4 separate regions of the Mus musculus genome follow, and all the other regions are linked to region 4. The links are chromatin contacts, called in public HiCAR-type and promoter capture Hi-C maps. All regions are on one chromosome and are shown on one strand. Each heading gives the region's core, a stretch centred on a gene start, on an enhancer-like site or on the middle of the called end of the contact. The rest is flanking DNA. Distances are from core to core; before and after follow the strand shown. Region 1 holds the start of Edem1 (ER degradation enhancer, mannosidase alpha-like 1). Region 2 holds the start of Cntn6 (contactin 6). Region 3 holds the start of Arl8b (ADP-ribosylation factor-like 8B). Region 4 holds the start of Trnt1 (tRNA nucleotidyl transferase, CCA-adding, 1).

Evidence for each region. Promoter capture Hi-C pulls out the DNA fragments that hold promoters and counts their contacts. HiCAR-type assays count read pairs that join an accessible place to other places.
Region 1: a promoter capture Hi-C map of the HPC-7 cell line shows a contact between it and region 4, with 5 times the contacts expected there. The contact joins the promoter of Edem1 here to the promoter of Trnt1 in region 4. A contact is called at or near these places in 13 of 39 promoter capture datasets (the 3T3-L1 cell line, 3T3-L1-derived adipocytes, the C10 cell line and 8 more), 5 of 484 Hi-C or Micro-C datasets (B cells, CD4 T cells, CD8 T cells and 1 more) and 2 of 115 datasets of contacts at active chromatin or transcription factors (astrocytes and bone marrow-derived dendritic cells).
Region 2: a contact with region 4 is called in a promoter capture Hi-C map of hippocampal neurons, with 6 times the contacts expected there. The contact joins the promoter of Cntn6 here to the promoter of Trnt1 in region 4. A contact is called at or near these places in 1 of 39 promoter capture datasets (hippocampal neurons) and 1 of 115 datasets of contacts at active chromatin or transcription factors (astrocytes).
Region 3: a HiCAR-type map of astrocytes shows a contact between it and region 4, with 5 times the contacts expected there. The contact joins the promoter of Arl8b here to the promoter of Trnt1 in region 4. A contact is called at or near these places in 2 of 39 promoter capture datasets (the 3T3-L1 cell line and embryonic stem cells) and 1 of 115 datasets of contacts at active chromatin or transcription factors (astrocytes).

Annotation. Positions count from the first base shown.
Region 1 is chr6:108,826,504-108,829,978 of GRCm38.p6, reverse strand. It overlaps Edem1 (ER degradation enhancer, mannosidase alpha-like 1), which reads right to left and starts at 1,338. Exons shown (of 12, transcript NM_138677.2): 1 at 746-1,338. The coding sequence starts at 1,239. It overlaps Gm35417 (a long non-coding RNA gene), which reads left to right and starts at 1,703. Exons shown (of 2, transcript XR_377956.4): 1 at 1,703-1,762.
Region 2 is chr6:104,491,471-104,495,440 of GRCm38.p6, reverse strand. Cntn6 (contactin 6) reads right to left here and starts at 2,397. Exons shown (of 23, transcript NM_017383.3): 1 at 2,169-2,397.
Region 3 is chr6:108,781,319-108,785,151 of GRCm38.p6, reverse strand. Arl8b (ADP-ribosylation factor-like 8B) reads right to left here and starts at 2,093. Exons shown (of 7, transcript NM_026011.3): 1 at 1,775-2,093. The coding sequence starts at 1,897.
Region 4 is chr6:106,767,508-106,771,197 of GRCm38.p6, reverse strand. It overlaps Trnt1 (tRNA nucleotidyl transferase, CCA-adding, 1), which reads right to left and starts at 2,060. Exons shown (of 9, transcript NM_001242358.1): 1 at 1,942-2,060; 2 at 1,195-1,368. The coding sequence starts at 1,342.

The DNA.
Region 1 (3,475 bases), core at 89-2,588, 2.1 Mb before region 4:
CAGCCTGACTTGGTCTGTGGCAACGCACACCCTTCAGGGAGGAGGAACTTGGCTGGGTGTCCTGCTGTCTTGGACTTTGAAGTCCACTCGAGTAACCCCGGAACTCCACCTTCCCATACGTGGCTAGTGGGCTGCGAGGACTAGTTGACCTTCTGACAGCACCATCACCCCACTGGTGTTTACGATGGTACCAAGCAATGACGGTGTCAGTCAACTCTGCGCCTAAGAAATCATCCTTCAAGTATCCAGATCGCCAATCTGGGCCAGGCAACTACCATTCCTGCCAATAAGCTCCCCTCAGTCTAGGCTGCGGCCCCTGGAAAGGAGAAACACTTAACGCCTCATCCCAATCCGGGCGTCCAACTCACTAGATGGCCCCTTTCTAGGAACCCGCTCCTTAACCTTATTAAAGCTTTGGGTGTGGCATTCTGATCAGGAGTGGGGAGGCTTCGTTTTGAAGCGGAGTTTTCCAAAGGAAACCTATATAACCAGCACTTAGATATGTGTCTATCTGGAGCAAGGGATACTGTGATTGTCCCTTCCGGTCTCTGGGACTCAGTTTCCCCATTTGCAACAGAAAATGACAAGGACAGCTGTCCTGAAGTTTGGAGGGTCAGGGAGAATCAAGGGGATGGCAGTCCACTGGGGTAAGGAGAGGAGGAACCTCGGACTACTGCGGACCTTAAAGACCCTGGTGTGTTCTCAGGGACCCGGAGGGGCGGAAGGCAGCGCGCGGGCTACTCACGGGTCTCCGCGGTCAGGCCCCCGGCCGCGGCAGTAGATGGGGTTGAGCTCGTCCTGCGGAAAGGCGTGCGCCATGTAGTTGTCATAGCCGAAGACGAACATGCCCCGCGCCAGGTCGCGCATCTGGGCACGCAGCTGCGGCGGGAAGGCGCCGCTGTAGCGCCGCTCGTACTCGTCCGGGCCGCAGCCACCGCCGCCCAGGGCATAGCCCCAGTGCGCCGGGCCGCACACGCCCGGTCCCGGCGTCGGTCCCGGCTCTGGCGGGGTCTCAAGCCGCCCCTCCGTTCCGCGCCTTGGCCGATGAAGCCAGGCCGGGCCTCCGGGCGGACCAACTGGCCCCGAGCCGTCGGGGTCCCTCAAGCGCTGGAAGCCGAAGCTGAGCGGAAACCGCTGGTAGAAGCCCATGCTGGGCCCCAGCCCGAAGACCAACCAGAGCACCGCGTGGAGGCCGAGGCGCAGCAGCACCAGCCCCAGGACAAGCGCTCGCCATTGCATGGTCGCGCGTCCGCCGCGGGCATTATTTTGAAGCGCCGGGCGCGTCCCCAGCCGACCGCCTCCCCGCGCGTCCGCCGGGAGCCCGCTCACTTCCCCTTTAAGGAACTCCCTCGTGACGCACCAGGAACTGGTCCATTGTCCCCCGCCCCGCGGACGGGACCGGCCCGCCTGGCCCCGCGTTCGCCCGCCGGCCGCCGGGGATTGGCCTCCACCGGCCCGGCCTCGAGGGGCGCGGCCGGGGACTCCCTCCGGCTCTATAGGCCGCCCGGACTGCAAGGCCCCGCCCTGCCACTGGGCCACGCCCCCTGGGCGGTTCCGAGTCTGGTCTAGCTGGCGTGGCGAGCCTAGGTCGCTCTGGCTTTTGGGGAAAGAACTTCCAGCCAATAGGAGCGCGGCACGGGAGCTCCGGGAGCCGGACACAGACATGGCCTCTGACCCGCCCTAGCCCGGGTAAATGGTGTCCCTGAACAGAAGATGGATGGGAGAAAGCCCGTCCAGGTATGGAGTAGTAGGTGTGAGAAAGGTAAGGGCCAGGGCCTTTAGGCAAAGGAAGTACTTACGAATATCTAGGAAAGGTTTTTAACTTGGTGGGAGTGGGACTCCCTGGTCCAGACCGCACGAAATGTCCAGATTTTTTGTTTTGTTATTGGAACGCCTTAACTTGGAAAAAAAAAATTCATAATACTTCTAAAATACTCCAAGATCACATCCAATCCCAACAAGGCGGGAGGGGGAACTAACACCAGATCATTTTCATCAGAACCATTTAAACATCTTTTCCTGACAGTCCTATCATCTCATCGCAGTGCTAGGCAGAGGCGACCTTGGAAATGTAGGGCAGATTGGGGGTTTAATCCCATCCAAGTGCTAATTCCTATAATTAAGGTTACTGATTTCGTTTTTTAAGGGCTGTGGCTTTCAACACTTGGAGCGCCTGTAAAAGTTTTGCCTTTCCTAAGATTATACCCTGTGTCTATCAAACTTGCAAAACATAAAAATAAAAAAGTAAAAAAAAAAAAAAAAAATAGGGGAAGTAACGAAATCAGTAATGCCTGTCACCAACCTGAAGGCAATGACAGGGAGGACTTAGGTAAATCCTGGACCATTCTCCTTCCATTTTGGGGTCAGAATTGTCCCTGCAATGTGATAGGGTACAACAGAGCAGCCAGCAACAATTTAAGTTCTTTGGGTTGGGAGAGCTTATTTTGTGAGATACAAAGGCCTGAGCAGTATACAAAAAAAAAGGGGGGAGGGGGAAGAAGTTACTGGACTGGATAAACTTGTATAAGACCAACTGATTCCAGTCCTTGACACGGAACTACTAGTTTCTGCCTCCCTGAAGCTAACACAAACTGAAAATGGACATTAAAGCTATGCTTTGTTTCCTCCATAAGCTACTTCTGTGCAAATTTTAGCTGAAATGTAGCTTGCACTCTGGTCAGCTGTCAGCCACTGATGACAGCAACTGTTCTCACATTACAGAAAAGCCCTAATTTTAAAAGACGAGTCTAATAACCATAGAAAACCAGCTAGTTTATGAAAAATGCTTTTCATGGCACAACTGACAATAAGTGCCAATAGAACAGGTTTTCAGAACGCTAGCATGTATTCCTATTTTATCTTCATTAAAAAAAAAAAACTAAAGATGAAGTATCTGTGACTGTCCCTTTAGACTAGGATTTCTCAGATTGAATGTAGCTGATGAAATTGAGACAACTCTATCTAATCAGAATATTCAGCCTTAAATATAAAAACAAATTCTAAGACAGGATCTCACTATGTAGCCCCAGTTTGTCTCCAACCTGTAATCCTCCTGCCTCCGCTCCAAATGAGATATTATGGGAAGGTTTGTGATAGGTTTTTCCAAATACATATACATTCTCACAAGAGTACCTCAGGACTAGCATGAAAAAGTCACTTCCGTTTTAGGTACAGCTTTACCGTGCAGCTCCAAAGACACAGCTGAGAATCTAGTCAGAATCCTGCCTTGTAACTGTAACCTTGTTAAGTTAGTTCCTGCACTGTTTCCCCTGCTGCAAAATATTCCCCATTTTAAGACATGAACAATACTTACCACAAACTCTCTCATACACTTACAAAAACAAAACAAAAACCCAACAAACAAAAACTTGTAGTAGTAGGCCCTGCTAATAATGACATGAAGAAGAAAATAAACTGGTGTGCTGCCAGGCAGGAGTGACTTTTATGTGAGTGGGACCAAGACAATCTCCTGTGA
Region 2 (3,970 bases), core at 1,148-3,647, 2.3 Mb after region 4:
CATAGTTTTTGATCATTATTACAGAGTTATTTTTCTGAAACCAGTACTTCACCTACAAACAAATACATACCACATTTTTTGCAACTTAATATCTCATTTTACTTCCTTTTGGTTTTCAAAATGTAGGGTGAGATAATTCTTCCATGTGGATATCTGTCAATCACTGGTGATACCATCACACTAAGTCCCCCTTATTCTTAGAAAGAATGATATATTATAGAAAATATTCTTTATAAAATACCTTTATCCTCATGTCATTTTATTATTAGAATTTTAAGCATTAAGAAATATCACCTCAGGATTGTTATTTGTAGGGAATTGGCTCTCTCTTCAAGGGTTTCATATATAATTTGGTTATGATACAAAGTACGAAAGCTTGTGCTACCACATTCTACTTTACATGCTGACAGTACACATACATAGCTAAGTAATTAAGTGAATATTTTCTAATCCCTTCCTCCTGTAAGGAGAATAAAAAGGTGTCAATCAGCTTTTATACTATTTTCACTCACTAAAAGAATAGAAGCCTACAGTTGCTATACTTCAGCACATGGTTTTCGCAGCATCATTAGTTTCTGTGGGATGGGAAGGGGAAGCTCAGACTAAGGAGTGATCATCTGCTATGTGACCAAGTGAATTTGGTGTCATTAAAGAAAGTTATGCACATACCTTGAAAATAAAATTATGACTTCTCACTAGAAATGCTCAATTGAAGTAAGAAACAAATTTGATTTTAAGTGATGAGCCTCTTACTAAGAGTTGATAACTTATGCATTTATATAGCCTCATAGAAAGGCCTTATATAAAAGTTTCTTGATTGAAAAACCTTATACTGCATAGCCATGATTAAGCTAAGGAAAAAAAAATCTGTGAAGCATCAAACATGAAATGTCTCTGTAGTTTTGTTTGCTGTACAAATTGTGCCAGCATTTTTGTGGGCATATGTTTGTTTTGCGAAAATGTATGTATACATTTTTCACGTGTGTGGGGGTGTAGCAAAACAGTGTTCAAATATCTTATTTTATTGTAGTTTGTGGTGCACATAAATTGGTGACATATTACAACAATAATGTCTTTAAAAGATAATGAACAAATCCATCAGATAAATAAGAACTGCTCAGAACAAGACTTTCAACAGCCAACATATGGCTCCTTGGTTTATAGATATCTTTGAGAAACACTGTCACTGTAGAACAACAATATGTATCCCTTATTTTCAAGATGATTTTTTTTACAATGCCACTGCTCTCTCTGTTTTTTTTTTTAATTCTCATTATATCTTTGCCATAATATTTGTCATTCTGTGACTGCCTCTCAGAGGACATAGTCAGGATGCTGACTACCTAAACTGTAGTCGTTTTCATTGGGAGAAACAAGAATTATGAACTACAACGTCCCCCCAAACCTCCAATGTTATAGCATCATGTTAACATTGGAGCCATATAGAGTGACTAATCTCAGAACTCTGCAAAGTTTTGCTCCCAAGCCATCAAGTTCTGAAACTTTCATAAAGTATTAAAAGATCCTTATCATAACAGGCTTAGCTGCTGTGAATGGAGAGAAAAGGCGATTCTGCAAGCTATTATCTGTAAGCTGGGTGCAACCAAAATGTCAGATGAAATTTGGTGCACCCATTTGACCTCTACTCTAGTGTTTCTCTCATTATGAAAGCCCTTCCCAAGAAAGTTTTATAACCGTTCCTTTAAATTATCTGTAGATACTGCAAACCCCACCCCTCAGCCTTTGGAGGAAAAAAAAATTGCAGTGCACATCTTCTGATCTGCCGTTACTGGAAGGGTGTGTAGCTATCGGAAAGTACTAGAATTAGCACTGTCATCCAGTCTTGCCCGTTAGTTTTACTGCAGCAAAGACTAGTGAAACACTAAAAAAATATACCTGTCATCTTACTTTGCCTGGTTTGATCCTGCCTCCCCCGATAGAGACTCAAGTCATTTTTCTCTCACGGGGAATAAACATATTTTAAGCATCAGCTTCATAAAAACACAGCATCAATGAAACAGTCACTCCCCCCCACCACCACCAAACACACAAACCCAGCGTTTACCTGTTTTACTAATACAAAGAGATTGAAAGCAAGAAAAGCTGCAGCTTGCCCAGCAAAATTCTCATTGCAGCAGACAGCGCAATTCTGTACTTACGGATCTTACCAGGGAAATGTCTCGGGATCTTTACAATTTTTCTGCAGAACTCTGTCTGGAGTCCTCAGTCAGGCATGCTGTGCATCCAGGCAGAACCAAGCCGTATGGAATGTCTATGCAGCTGGGAGATAATGGGACTCTTTTTCCCAGCTGGGACTGCAAGCCTTTTATCCACTGAGTATTGCGTGGCTCCTCTCTGGTCTTAAGCATGAAATACGCTCCTCTCCTGCTGCATTCCTGACGGAACCTAGACAATTAGTTCTTGAGGCACATGTGCAAAGCTCCCGTTTGGAATATTCAAAGGGAAAATTCTCTGCACACTGAAAGGCAGTTCTGTCTTCCTCACCCTTCACAGACTCAGGCAGCTGGGAGCAGCTGCCATTCCAGTGGCATAAAAGATTAAATTCACCCCCCTCATTCTTTGACTAGATATAGTCACTCCTGTTGGGTCATCAGAAAATCGCTCTTATTGAAAACTGGGTCAGACTAACTACTTATTAGGTATCCAACAGGAAAGGAAGTAGTTTTTTATTTTTTTTCTTCCTCTGCATTGTCATTTACAAGCAAGGATTAAGCCGGTCAAGGGTCTGTACAGATTTAGACTGTGTTCAAATGTAAGCTTTCTGAAGCATGCCAGCAGCTCCTGGTGCTAGTTAAAGTGATGAGAAGGGGGACATAAAATCAAAGGGCTATCACTATACCCTTCCAAATGAAAAACTAATGTGCATTAGGCTTCTTAAAGATGGCAAATGACATAAAGTAGACTCAAATAGTCCAGAGAAACAGTGTTGTTCTCAGAAACAGTTTGTTTACAGTTTCCTGGATCAAGAAGGAGTTTGCAGGTGTTTGTGTTATAGCTCTGCCTTTTTATTTTTTTTCTTCCTTGTTTTTAAAAAAATACTTTTTGTGTTTCACATGGAGCTCTCTGACTAAACTTTTTCATATGTCTGTGTCAAGGCATGTTTTTTGAAGAGACTAACAGCTTGAAAAATAACACACACACATAGAGCGCATGCATATACATAGAGATCCTAATGTGTCCAAACATGCCTAAAACATGAGAACATTTTCAGGTCCTGACACAAAGACATATTCTTTTTTTTTACTTTTTTTATTAGGTATTTTCTTCATTTACATTTCCAATGTTATCCCAAAAGTCCCCCATACCCTCCCTGCCACTCCGCTACCCACCCACTCCCACTTCTTGGCCCTGGCGTTTCCCTATACTGAGGCATATATAGTTTGCAAGACCGATGGGCCTCTCTTTCCAGTGATGGCCGACTAGGCCATCTTCTGATACATATGCAGCTAGAGTCACGAGCTCTGGGGGTACTGGTTAGTTCATATTGTTGTTCCACCTATAGGGTTGCAGATTCCTTTAGCTCCTTGGGTACTTTCTCTGGCTCTTCCATTGAGGGCCCTGTGATCCATCCTATAGATGACTGTGAGCATCCACTTCTGTGTTTGCTAGGCCCCACTGAAAGTTTAAATAAAAGGATATGGATACTAGGAAAACTACAACCACAAATCCAATGAACTTCTGTCGAAAGGTAACTTTGTTTTATTCTGTAATCCGTTTTTACAGTCCAGTCTTCACCTCCATTCTGGTATGCCACACCCTCCCCCCCAAAAACCTCTCTCCATCCTGTACCTTCACCCCTGTCTCCAAGAGAATGTCCCCACCCCCTTCCCCTAACTCACCAGATCTGCCCACTCCCTGAGGCCTCAAGTCTCTCGAGGGGTAGGTACATATTTTCTCACTGAGGCCAGACTGGGCAGTCCTCTGCCATATGTGCTGGGGGCCACATATC
Region 3 (3,833 bases), core at 844-3,343, 2.0 Mb before region 4:
GTTGTTACAAAGAATCTAACTCAAAAGGAAGGGGGGTTGAAGGTGCTTCCTTCCCACAAGCCATAAATCTGCAACCGTAGACAACACTGGCCTGAGAGTCAAAGGAAATGAGCCCGGCTCAGTCCTTTCTCAACGTATCTCCTTGTGCCTGCTTTGGGTAGTACAGCCATCTACATGTTAACACTTCCCTCCTCCTCCTGGTTAGACCTCAGAGCAACTCTGCTAAGGACTCTATTGTTATCTGCACTTCATAGACAAGAAAACAGAAATCGACTCAACCAGACCCAAGGCTGCTAAGATCCAGATTGCAAATCCAGAACTGCATGGCATAAAAGTTCAGGCTTGTTATATATATCAAGCTACACTGCCCAGTGATAATACAGGCATGAGAGTAAGCAGTACATCTCTTAAATCCTACTCATTGGTGCAGGTCCTTGCATTAACTCCTCCGCAGCAAATACAACTGGCCATCCCAACACACCCACGTGTACCATTTCGATCTTGCCCAAGGGACAGGAGTCCCGAGGAAACTCCAATTCTTATCTAGGGTAACAGAAAATGAACAGCTTGAAGCCTGTAGAAAAGTTCTAGTATGAAAGAGTCTAAAGTCTGTTCTGCCTTGTTCTCTTGGGGTCGGGGTAGAGGCAACATAGAAAGAGCCTAACATGAAGTTCGGGAAAGTTTCCTTACACTTATATATTCAGCCATCTTCGAAAGAGATTTGAGCCTCCGCTCCTCTCTCTGACGCCTGTTGCTCTATTACTACAGGGACTGAGTCACACGTTACCTAGGTTTTCCCAGGGCAGTGTGTAGCCAAACCAGTCGGGCAGCTCAGCTGTCTCCTGTGTGAGGATTGCAACAATCCTCTTGAAGGTCTAGGAACTGCCGCCACTTCTCATCAGAACAATTGTAAAGCTCAACCCTCTAAGTACAGCCCTAAAACTGTGCAATGACTCCTTGGCTCCAAAGACTGACATTCACGCCCATTCCTTTCCCAACCAATCAAAGACGCAAAACTCAACGACCACTCTCCCACCGAATTCACATTATATTTACTAGGCAACTTCCCTGAGCCTCCATAAGCTACGTCCCAATCCAAACAAATTCCTTCTGCAAGAGGGAAGAAAAAAAAAAATCTCTCTAAAGACCAAAGCCTGCAAACTTTATGTTGAATGCAGATCCATCTATCTACCCGTTTAACACAATCAGCTGTGGAGAAACCGAGACTCGCCTCGCCCTTGCTCCCTGTCTTAGAAAATACTGGGATCTGAATGGTCTCTCCAACAGCTTCCCCCAGTAAGCTAGGTCATCAGTTTGCTCTCCGACGCTCCATGGACAAGTGACAAAGACCAAGCGAACTGGAGGCGCCGAGGCTCCCCCTGGCATTCACAGAAGCGCCCACACGGGTTGCCTGCTTTCACAATGCGACTCCATCGTCCCAAGTGGAGACTTAGGAGAGGCGTCCCCTTCGCAGGCGTTCTGGAAAAGGCCAGGCTCACCCGTCCGGGTGAACAAGTGACAGGTTGGAATTAACCCTTCAGCCTCTACGGCCCGAAAGGCAGCAAGTGTGGCAGACTCGGATTAACCCTTTCCAGGCCGTGTTAAAGGCACAGCCCCCACCACCACCACCAAAACGCAACGTGGAATTGACCCTCCTGCTGCCGACCCTCCGGCTACAACTCCGAGGCCCACACACGCAGGATCGCCCGGCCCGGCCTTCGGGGAGGTGACAGGCGCGAGACGCCGGCCAGGCCGCCCGCAGAGGGCTGCTCACCGCGATGACATTGACGAAGGTGGTCTTGCCGGAGTACTGCAGCCCCACGAGCGTCAGTTCCATCTCCTCCTTCCAGAAGAGCGAACGGAACCAGTCCAGCAGGCGGGAGATGAGCGCCAGCATGGCGGCGGCCGGCTGCGAGCGTGGACGGGCGCGGACGACAGCGGACACTCTTTCCCACGAGCGGGTATCGGCCCCGAACCCGCCAACGGCTCTTCGGCGGGGCCCCTGGCGCGACGCGGGCAGACAGAGGCTGGCGGCAGCGACGGCCGGAGCCAGGAAGCCCAGCGGGTCATATGACTCGCCCTACCCCCCCCACGCCTGGCCCAGCGCAGGCGCGGAAGCGCACGGAAAGAGCGGCGCGGTCCCGTAGACTCCCAGCGCCCTCCGGCGACATCGCCACCTGATGGTGAATCCCACGACACACCCTTCCCTCGCCTTGGTGCCAATTCACTTGTCACATGCCTTTCCTCTTTTCTTTTCTTTCTTTCTTTTTTTTTTTCCCCCCAAATTATGGGTCTCCCAGCAAACGCATGTCAACAATTTCAGTACTTGAGAGGTGGAGGCAGGAGGATCAAGAGTTCAATAAACACAGAAGGTGGGGTTACAGAAATGACTCGGTGGTTAAAAGTGCTTGAGGCTCTTTCAGAAGACCCAAGTTCAGGACCCAGCACCCACACCTGGCAGCCCTCATCAGCCTGTAACTTCAACTCTGGGGGATCCAGATCTAGGGCTTTCTGACCTTGTACATTCTGCAAACATATGCGCATACTCCCACAACGAAACACATAAATAATAATAATCTTTAAAAAAAAACAAAGAGTTGGTCCTCGTTCACTTTTTGATTGAATTTTCCTATAATTGTTCATTGGCAATGTACCCTGAAGGAAAAAGTTAATACTCGGAGGAATTGAACACGGAATAAAAAAAAAAAAAAATCAGAATCTGGGATGGGGATGTAACCCAGTGGTAGAATGCTTGCCTGGCCTGTATGGAGCACTCTGGGTCTAACTAGGGCTCAAGGGAGGATGGGGCAGAGGCAGTGATCCGAATGTAAAGTGAATAAATAAATGAATTAATTAATAGGGAAAATTTCTTTCCCAGCATGTGAAAGACACAGGGTTTGTTTCTAACACAGCAAAACATTAGTGACAGCAAAATCCCTGCCCTCCTGCGGGTTACAGTCCAGTGTGGAGAACAGAACATATACAGCAAACAAACGAGAAAATGCCACGTGGTACTTAACACTATAAAGAAGAGGAACAGAGAAGAAGCTGGAGCCGGCCTGCTTGTCTTTAAGTCAGGTGGTCCTGAGTGGAAAGGCTTGAGGGAAGTGAGAAGGAGAAGCAGGCTGACGTTTGGTAGAAGCACATTCCAGGAAAAGACCCTGAATGGGGAAGGACAGTGAAGTGGTTTGGACTTTGAAGGATGGTGTGCCTGGGGCGAGGGGGAAATGATGGAATTATATTTTAACTGAAAATATATTTTTAAAAAGGAACTCCAGCTGGCTGCCCCAACTTCCCCAGTTGATTTCTGCTTCATATTTGTAAATCTCTAACTTAATGGATGCTTTCTTTGTTAGCTCTCTCCATCAGCTACTCTAGTCATCTCTGCTGGATGTTGTGACCTTGCAGTTTGATGGAGTGGGGCTACCAGTCTACTACTTGCTATTTATCCTTTTACTTTCACTTGCTGTACACTTAAGAAGTTCATTTAAAACCAAAAGTGTAGCTATTGTAGGTTATTCTCTGGACAGTACCCAACACTGGCAAAGATCGGTGGAAGCCTGGAGTAGGGAGAGGTGGAAGAGAATTCAGGGACCAGAGGGAGTGGGATATGGTGGCACGAGTTTGGACTTGATTATACAAGATGGGAAGACAGAAGGTAGCCTGAAGACTTAATTGTTTTTACTGTGTGTGTGACTTGCCTGCACATGTGTCTTCGCACCACATGCATGTGGTACCTGAGAAAAGCAGAAGAGGATATTGGGTCCCCTGGAACTGGAGTTACAGACAGACAGTTGTTGACCTCCATGGTGGTCCTCTGCAAGAGCAGCAAG
Region 4 (3,690 bases), core at 811-3,310:
TATTGTTTCTAAAGAAGAGGCAACAGAGAACAGGAAAACTAGGGCTGGGAGAAGATATGAGAAAATGTAACAGGTTCACTTAGCCCAAATTGGAGCTGTTATATCTGCAGTGTTTACTCGGCATTTGAAATGTGTGAGTTTGATAGACATGTTATATGTGCTAGATATATTCTACATATACTATTAATTTCATTCATTTCATTTTAGTTTTCTAGTGGACAGAGAATTTCTGGAATTTTTCACTCTGATTAAATCACAGTGTAAACAGCATCATAAACTTACATTGAGCTTAAAATGTTCTCCTCGGTAGGCACCTAAAATACCATCATCTCATTTCAAGAGTAGAAAAGTAGCCCTGGAAATACCATAATCTTCAGGCAATGTTTCTCACAGTTTCTTCAACATAATTTATGGAGTAAAAACAAAGCAAAGAGAGTCAGCAGAATCCCACTGTTTGATTTAAAAGTACTTCAAGGGTCTAGGAGGTGTCTGAGTAAAAGTCTTTGTCACCAAGACTGACAACCTGAGTTGCATTCCTGGAACACACACAGTAGAGACTATTGACTCCTGTAAGTAGCCTTCTGAGCTCAACACAGAACAAGCACCCTGGTCATCCCAGGAATAACAAGGCACCTCAAGTGCATGTCCGTCTCTGAGGTGGTTTACACAACCACACACTATACTCCTGGAAGCCAATTTTTTTAAATATATCAGCAGGTTTTAAATTGCAGTTCTATATTTAGATTTACAGGCTTTTTAGGTGCACACACAGAAAAAGAGGGAAAAAAATCTATTTCCTTCTGTTCTCTCAGAGAGCAATACAACAAAGGAAAACAGAGCTTCGTTGTTAACAAATCAGATGACATCAGACTCTATAATTTAAAACCCAGCTCCTTCAATTACAGAAACAGACAGGCACTTCACTTCCCAAGCACGTGTTCTCTTCTGTTCAGAACACATATCTAAAGCTCTTGGGTCTCATTACATAATGTATGGTAAATGGAATTTCTTGGAGGACACAGAAAAGTTGTGCTTCATGCTGCAGTCAACTTCCCACCATTCTCAATATACCCCAAGTTGGCCTGTCTTTCATTGGCGCTACAAAAATATCCCAACACTGACAGAAAGATGTCTGCCTCGTCCTTTTCTGCAGTTAACAACTCCAAAGCCCAGAGGACAATCTTAACTTCTCACCTGTCAGGCTCTTCAATCCTTCGGTGAAAAGGGACTGGAATTCTGGGGACTGCAACTTCATTGTAAACAGGTATCGCTTCAGAAGGCACAATCTACTCCAACTACACCTCAGGACCTGCCTGTGCCAAGGATACAGGACGCTCTGCATCTGGAGACAAGTCGCCAATCACACATCTAAGGCGCAAACACACAGGTAACGCCAATTACACTTCAAAAGGAGGGCCAACAAACGCTGTCCGAAATGAAAGTGATCCTTTCAGGAACGCTAAACCACTTCGGTGGCAGCTACCCAAGTACTCTTGCTATGATTACTATATGGGAAGCAGGAGGGATTTGGAGTGCCAGAAAATAAAATATTAGATCGGCAGCAACAGCAGGTTTCCAAAAAACACATCAGTTGCACGTGCTCACCACCCTCCTCCCCTACCCAGGGTCGGCCTCAAGGTTACAGCATGCCAAGTTGGAACTCTGCGGGGTTGCCTCAGCAATTCTCGCCGCATGCCCGACCTCTAAGAGGTGGGAGCTCTTAAAGGGCCCCAAGAAAAGTAGCGCGCCGCGAGGACAGCGACGCTCAAGCCGGTCGCGTATCTGAGATAGCGACTTTCTCCCCTAACTCTGGAAAACTGCGGGGAACCGGCCCTGAGATACGACCGCCGCCCACGGCTCAATGAAGAGAGACCGGGCGTTGCCTAGAGTAGGGAGCAGCCTCCACCTCCCGCCATCTCCCAAGGACGCGTTCAGACGCACGCTGCACAGCCAGGTCGCCAAGGTGTCTTAGAAACGTGGCGCTCCTACTCCGAAGACCCGCTTACCCGCCTGCTGCCCGGGCCGCACGCGCACTTCCGGGTCGCGGACCAGTGACGTCAGCACGCACGAAGAGCCGCAGCGAATGAGAAGCCACTGAGGGTCCCACCCACTTCCTCTGGGCGGGGCTAGGCTTTACTAAGTGGAGCCAGTTCCTCCTGCGCCTGCGCGCATGACAGGCAGTGGGGTTTTTTTTTTTGTTTGTTTTTTGTTTTGTTTTGTTTTTTCGGGCTTTAGATAGAGAAAGCAATCAAGGTTCTTGTCTTGGTGCTTGAGATGGGGTCGACTTGCTTTATCTTAGCAGTTAACAGCTTTTCGTAAACTTCGCCACCGGCAACAGGAAGAACTTTGATTTTATTCAGTCCTATGCATAGTGGAGAGATTGGCAGAGAATAAAAAGACAAACCTGTGGCTTAAACTTCCTTAACCTTCCTAGTTTTCCTTGAAAAACGCATACGCCATAGTATTTCTGTGTTTTCTGTCACCCTGCCTCTTAACTTCAGGGGTCATGGGTATCTAATTTTTTAAACGACAGACTAACTATCCCATTCAAGATTCACAAACACCGATAATGGAGTCCAAAGCCTGAATCTCAGATCCCATGGCCCTGCACACTTAAGTAGATATTTGGATAAATTCTATTAAAGAGAGAGAGAGAGAGAACTGCACTGACGTAAGACAGGATGTTTAACAATCTCCAATTAATATCAACAAATAACAAAAAAAAATATTAACAAACTGAATTGCACGACATCCAGAGGATTTGTCCATAAGTTTGGGAATAAATGTCATGAATTAAAGTTGGAGTTAATGTTCAGAAACCAGTTGAGGTAACTCCCATACCAACAGACCCTAAAAGAAGAGCCATTAAGTCACCCTAGAGACACAAAAGAGCTCTTGTGTTTTATACAGTCACTCAGAAAATTAAGGTTAAAATTACACAATGGAGTACTACTCAGCTATTAAAAAGAATGAATTTATGAAATTCCTGGCCAAATGGATGGACCTGGAGGGCATCATCCTGAGTGAGGTAACACATTCACAAAGGAACTCACACAATATGTACTCACTGATAAGTGGATATTAGCCCAAAACCTAAGATACCCAAGATATAAGATACAATTTCCTAAACACATGAAACTCAAGAAAAATGAAGACTGAAGTGTGAACACTATGCCCCTCCTTAGAAGTGGGAGCAAAACACCCTTGGAAGGAGTTACAGAGACAAAGTTTGGAGCTGAGATAAAAGGATGGACCATGTAGACACTACCATATCCGGGGATCCATCCCATAATCAGCTTCCAAATGCTGACACCATTGCATACACTAGCAAGATTATGCTGAAAGGACCCTGATATAGCTGTCTCTTGTCAGAGTATGCCTGGGCCTAGCAAACATAGAAGTGGATGCTCACAGTCGGCTATTGGATGGATCACATGGCCCCCAATGAAGGAGCTAGAGAAAGTACCAAAGAAGCTAAAGGGATCTGCAACCCTATAGGTGGAACAACACTATGAACTAACCAGTACCCCGGAGCTCTTGACTCTAGCTGCATATGCATCAAAAGATGGCCTAGTCGGCCATCACTGGAAAGAGAGGCCCATTGGACACGCAAACTTTATATGCCCCAGTACAGGGGAACGCCAGGGCCATAAAAGGGGAGTGGGTGGGTAGGGGAGAGGGGGTGGGTGG